Regions from separate parts of the Arabidopsis thaliana genome. Here region 1 is linked to region 2. The links are chromatin contacts, called in public capture Hi-C maps. All regions are on one chromosome and are shown on one strand. The core of a region is the stretch at or near the end of the contact, and the rest is flanking DNA. Distances in the headings are between cores, read along the strand shown.

Region 1 (3,409 bases), core at 479-2,978, 160 kb before region 2:
TCCAAAGCTCGTCTCTCTGACCGTAACGGTATCGGTCCTCCAGTCCACTATTCTGGGCCAAAATCTTTTCAAGAAATCCAAGATGAATTGGTAAGTGTTTCTGCAGATTCTCATAAGTTAGAGTTTTCTGTTTTCTGTTTTCAATCCAATATAGTCTGTTTTCTTGTGAGTATGTTGAGTTCTTATGTCTAGTGACTACTGTTGATATTGATTTGTGTTTGCAGGAAGAGAAGTTGGGAAGACCGGTCCATCTTGGTGAGGTGTTCATCGAAACACACACTAAGTCGGATGGCTCATTTGTTAATCAGAAGTCGGAGAAGATTGCTCAAGCTTATCAGCAGAATGTGAGAGATAGGCTGTCAGCACTAGAGGCGTCTGCTTCTGCTGTCTCTGATGGCTCTTCACGACCTCCGGAGCTCACACTAGATGATTATACAGCCATCTTTCTCGAGGTAAGATGTTTTAGTATAATTATGAGTCTTAGAGTCCAATTAATATTCTGTCACTAATGAGCTTCTTCTCTATTTCTTGTAGTCCACAGAAAAGGATTCAAGAGGCAATCCTTTTGGACTAGGACTAGGATGTCTAAAAGACACTCTAGGCAGCGCCAACCGCCATCACTCCGGTTCCTCATCATCCTTTCAAGCCCTAGAAGAACGGCTGCAGGAAGCTCAAAGGAAAATAGAAGAGCAGGCTGCATATAATGAGAAGAGAGATGCTGAGATTGCTGCCCGAGAAGCTGAGTCATCCCGAGTCACAGCTGAGTAAAAAGACTAGCTCGAGCAATTGTCTTTAGTCGAGAAGTATCTCCGCCAAACCGATCCGCAGTTCTTGGACTTCATGGCAAGTCACTCTACCACAACCACAGAACGTCTACCAAGTCCTCCACCTAATGATCCTTAGATTATCTTTGCCCAAACTCTACTTGAACATATGTTTATTCAAATAAGTTGTTTGTGTAATAAACAAGATAATTGTATGTGTATTTGTACTTGATTTTCTATATATACAAGTCTTTTCATCTTTTTAGCATTTCAAATAAAAAAGGAGAAAACAAGAAACAAGAAAACAACAATCGATAACCAACAAACATGAAACAAGAAACCCAACAATCGATGACCAAATTCTTACTCGGACAAAACAAGTAGTCGCTCAGTAGTCGTATTTAGGTAGCAAATTAGACGTAAAATAGTCGTCTAATAGTCACACTAATTACCGATTATTATCCGACTAAGATACCTAGTCACAATATAATCGTGCACGAGACGTATAATAGTCGTAAAACATTATACGACTATTATATGACTACGAGAATTATTTCCTTACATTGATAGAATTAGTCGTCAAATCGTCGGAAACAATTATACGACCACGTGTTTCACACGCTTCGTACAGGACAATTAATCGTGCTATGGTCGTTAAATAGTCGCCAATATGATACGACTATACAACGATCATTGTTTACTGATTGTGTTATTGTCGTAATATAGTCGTCGATCAACGACTAATTCACGACTATCTCATTCAGCGACAATGTAATAATGACTAACGTCGTTAGTCGCTGATTAGTCGTATTATCATTTTTTACGACTACTATGCGACTGTCGTGTAAGTCGTTTATCACCTGTTTTCTTGTAGTGATATAAAGTCAATGGACCAATTTCAAATTTTCAAGATAAACTCTAATCTGTTATAATTAACTACATGTTGCCAAATTACATACATATTAAAAGTATATCAAGCATATAAGATTGTTGGATTAGTTTATCGTCCAAAGCATCTTGACAAAACAGAAGCTCAAACAATTATCAACAAAAACTCTCTTCTTATTTCTCAAAAAAAGCTCTCATGGCTTCTTCTTCCTCGGTTGTGAAACCCACCCCAACGGGGCCTCAGGTGTTCATATGCTTCCGGGGAGCAGATGTCCGCAAACACTTCATAAGCTTTCTTGTCCCTGCCTTGAGAGAAGCGAACATAAACGTCTTCATAGATGAGAACGAGTTTTTGGGCTCAGAAATGGCTAACCTATTGACGAGGATTGAAGAGTCTGAGCTCGCGCTAGTGATATTTTCCGTGGATTTCACAAGATCGCATAGGTGCTTGAATGAGCTGGCCAAGATCAAGGAACGCAAGGATCAAGGCCGTCTCATAGTGATTCCCATCTTCTACAAAGTTAAACCTTCCGCTGTAAAATTTCTTGAAGGAAAATTTGGCGATAATTTCAGGGCTCTGGAACGCAATAATCGACACATGCTACCAATAACTCAGAAATGGAAGGAAGCATTAGAGTCTATCCCGGGATCAATAGGCATGCCCTTGGCTGAACAAAGGTTATTTTTATGTTCTTTTGGCCTAAAGATATATATACATAATAAACAGTTTGTTTTTGATATCTCTTACTTGTATGGTATGGCAGTGAGAGGACCGATAATGACTTCATAAACTCAATGGTCATCAAGATTCAACAATTACTGGAGAATATGGCTGTGAGAAGAAACAATGAAATAGAAGCGCAACGTAAATTAGTTTCCATCGTCCCTCCAAAGAAACCGAAAGGAGAAGCGAATCCTCAAGGAGGTTCCATGGTCCCTGCAAGGAAGCCAGAAAGAGAAGCGAGTCAGGAAGGAAGTTCCGTGGTCCCTTCCATGGTCCCTGCAAGGGATTTAGACATCACACATTCTGAGAAACCTCAAAAATGGACTTGGAGTACCATCAACGAGGCACCAAAGTAATATTTTATCTCTTTTATCATTATTTTTTGAGGTCAAAAGTACTTTTCCTTTCAAAAAATATTTTTTAATGGATTCTAGAAATAACATATATGTCATTTTCTCATTTGAAATAAAAATAAATAAGAGTTTATGAAACCTAGCTAGAAATCGATATTTAGGTCCACTTTTTTAAAAAAATTGTTTTGTGTAATTTACAGAATTAGTTTTGGGTTCCCTCATCTTTTTAGTAATTACAACAATTTATCAAGTTATTTTGGTCAAATTTCGTGAAACTAGTTACGATATTTTATTCTTTGTAAAGATGTTTATTTGTTATCTGGTCCTTTCTATTTCTCATCTATGTTTGATTTAATTATGTTTGCAGCTCTGCGGAAATTGAAATTGCGACGTTGAATAAAGTTTACTGGCTTAAAATAGTGGGAACAATAACTACGGAGAATCTAACACCAGGAGCTAAGTACGAGGCTGTATTCGTAGTCAAATTAGAAAATAATGCTAGTGGATGGGAGCAACCAGTGAATCTAAAGCTGAAGGTGGTACAACACGATGGGGACGACGATCGGGTGGATCGAACAGAGAACTTGAACGATTACATAGGCCAGAACTGGGTGGATATTTTGGCCGGAGTTTTCGTGGTTCCGCCAAAAACTACTCCCGCAACGATCATTTTCACCATG
Region 2 (3,306 bases), core at 52-2,551:
AGCAGCTAGAATACTTCGGCCTTTGTTTCAAAGATGACATCTACAAAATCTTTTATTTATTAATCGGGAAAATATCAAAGAGAATCAAATTAGAACTAACCAATATGTTGCCGAGTTTGGGGTGATGACAAAAAATATGGATGAGAGAATGCCTTTGACCTAGCAATTATTTATAGGGATGATTGAGCAATTTTCTTTTTAAAGATAATATAAATTTAAAAGATAGGTTACATGTAAATTTGAGGAAATATAAGAGCATTTTGTTTAGATTTTAGGGTTCAACATTTTAAAATCTATTCTTTATATGTTGGACTATTTTGTCAATCTAAAAAATTTAGACTCCTTGCTTAATTTGCTATGAAATTTACCCTCTTTAAAGTTTATCAAATATGATAAATATTTAGCTTATCATATATACTCAACAATATATATGTAATATTTAACATATTAATTCCACCCATATATTTGTGTGTGAAATTTTCTATAAATCTAAAAACAGAAATACAACTGCCCTCTTTTTTGATGAAAGGACTTAAGTAATGAGAAACTAACACACTTCACAACAAAAGCAGAAATTAAAGAAATGTCATTCAACCAAGTCATCGTCTCTCATCTCAACCACTCTCTTTGCTTGGCCAAGGTCAAAGCCATATCAATTTATATATGTAAACCATTATCATATAACTTATTTATCTCATTGTCATAAATCTCTTTTCTCATTACCATTACTTACACGACTTAGACTCTCATCAAACTGAACTTCTGTAAACAAATAGAGAGACAAGGGTTGAAAAAAGGACAAATTGAAAGACTGCACAATATTTTTACTGTATTTCAAGTTTCAACCAATAAAATTTATGGATTGGAGGCAAATTCATCGAATCTACAAGATCACAAAATTCACAAATTTTTATTGAATGAAATAAAAAATCATTAAACTATTTTAAGAAATTGATCACTTAACATACAAAATACATAAATTGTTATTTCGAAAACCTATAGGCTTCATAAAATATCGCAAAGTAGCATATAACCCATTCCGAGTTCCGCATATTATCTTGGTATAAGTAAATCAACCGATGCGATATCGACCCATCAAAAAAGGTTTTAAAATCCATATTTCGATCATTAGCAACGGCTTAAAAAAATATTTGTTTAGGTCTCTGGTTCGAAAGAGATTATTAGGAAGAATCTAAACTTTTTTTACAAAACTAAAATCCAAAACAATTTAAGTACTAGTACTAGAAAAGAACATAAATACACATTGGCATAGCCGCAACATAAATGGACACTTGCAATTGCATTTTCCAATGTCTCTTCTCTGACCCTCTTTGACCTTCTTCTTCTCTTTCTCATTACTCTCCTTCTCAATGAAAGATCCGAAAACAGAAGAGATATATATATAAAAAAAAACACTCTATATATAGTTCTAGCCTTTATAGCCGATCCCAAAACTTTATCCTCTGCATTTACTTCTCCTCCTACTTACCACATCAAACCCAAACACACATACTTAGACGCGTATACAGAACAGAGATACAGAGATAGTCCCCATGCACCGTTCTTATAACCAATCGTCTTACTTCATCCAAAACCAAACAGTTGTCTTAAATTCTCTATGTTTCCAACATTAGTCGTCTCACTACCACAAGAACTCGAAGAAGCTTCTTTCATTCACTATTACTCTCACAGATCTCTTGTTTCTTGAAGAAGAAGAAGAAGAAAAAAAATGCAGCAAAACTCTGTTCTTCTTGCTCTGTTTTTCCTCTGTTTCTCATCCGGGTTGGGTTCGGGTCAACCGGGTCAAAGAGACGATCTTCAAACTCTTCTCGAACTGAAGAACTCTTTTATCACAAACCCAAAAGAAGAAGACGTTCTCCGAGATTGGAATTCCGGTAGTCCCAGTTACTGCAACTGGACCGGCGTCACATGCGGTGGTCGTGAAATCATCGGTTTAAATCTCTCCGGTTTAGGTTTAACCGGTTCAATTTCTCCTTCGATCGGCCGGTTTAACAACCTAATCCACATCGATTTGTCTTCGAACCGTCTTGTCGGTCCCATCCCAACGACTCTCTCTAACCTCTCCTCTTCATTGGAATCGTTGCATCTCTTCTCTAACCTACTCAGTGGCGATATACCGAGTCAACTCGGCTCACTTGTGAATCTCAAATCGTTAAAACTCGGAGACAACGAACTCAACGGAACAATCCCGGAGACGTTTGGGAACCTCGTCAACCTCCAGATGCTTGCTTTGGCTTCGTGTAGACTCACCGGTCTTATACCGAGTCGATTCGGTAGACTCGTTCAGCTCCAGACTTTGATACTACAAGACAACGAACTCGAAGGACCGATTCCGGCGGAAATCGGAAACTGCACCAGCCTCGCTTTGTTTGCCGCGGCGTTTAATCGTCTCAACGGTTCGTTACCGGCGGAGCTGAATCGACTTAAGAACCTCCAGACGCTGAATTTGGGAGATAACAGTTTCTCCGGTGAGATACCGAGTCAACTCGGTGATTTGGTTAGTATCCAATACCTTAATTTGATTGGTAATCAGTTACAGGGTTTGATTCCAAAGAGATTAACAGAATTAGCGAATCTTCAAACACTTGATTTGTCTTCTAATAATCTCACCGGAGTGATACACGAAGAGTTCTGGAGAATGAATCAGCTTGAGTTCTTGGTATTAGCGAAAAATCGTCTCTCTGGTTCGTTACCAAAGACTATATGTTCTAACAACACAAGCTTGAAGCAACTGTTTCTGTCTGAAACTCAGCTTTCCGGCGAAATTCCAGCGGAAATCAGCAACTGTCAGTCATTAAAATTGCTTGATTTGTCGAACAATACGCTTACAGGTCAAATCCCGGATTCGTTGTTTCAGCTCGTCGAACTCACGAATCTTTATCTTAACAACAATAGCTTGGAGGGTACGTTATCTTCATCAATATCAAACCTCACGAATCTACAAGAGTTTACTCTCTATCACAATAACTTGGAAGGCAAGGTACCTAAAGAAATCGGATTTCTTGGTAAATTGGAGATTATGTATCTGTATGAGAATCGGTTTTCGGGTGAAATGCCGGTTGAGATTGGGAATTGCACGAGACTGCAGGAGATTGATTGGTACGGGAATCGTTTAAGTGGAGAGATTCCTTCTTCAATTGGAAGATTGAAAGATCTTACTCGTCTTCACTTGAGAGAGAACGAGCTTGTAGGTAACATTCCCGCCAGTTTAGGTAACTGTCATCAAATGACGGTTATCGATTTAGCGGATAACCAGCTCTCGGGTTCAATTCCTTCCTCGTTCGG

What was found. Capture Hi-C pulls out chosen DNA fragments and counts their contacts.
Region 1: a contact with region 2 is called in a capture Hi-C map of seedling, with 2.4 times the contacts expected there. The contact joins the promoter of PP2-A6 here to the promoter of GSO2 in region 2. A contact is called at or near these places in 1 of 26 Hi-C or Micro-C datasets (vegetative nucleus) and 1 of 3 other capture datasets (seedling).

What each region holds. Positions count from the first base shown.
Region 1 is chr5:18,191,647-18,195,055 of TAIR10.1, reverse strand. It overlaps PP2-A6 (phloem protein 2-A6), which reads left to right and starts at 1,728. Exons shown (of 3, transcript NM_123876.2): 1 at 1,728-2,330; 2 at 2,417-2,728; 3 at 3,097-3,409. The coding sequence starts at 1,849. It also overlaps the pseudogene AT5G45082.
Region 2 is chr5:18,035,318-18,038,623 of TAIR10.1, reverse strand. GSO2 (Leucine-rich repeat transmembrane protein kinase) reads left to right here and starts at 1,301. Exons shown (of 2, transcript NM_123837.3): 1 at 1,301-3,306. The coding sequence starts at 1,730.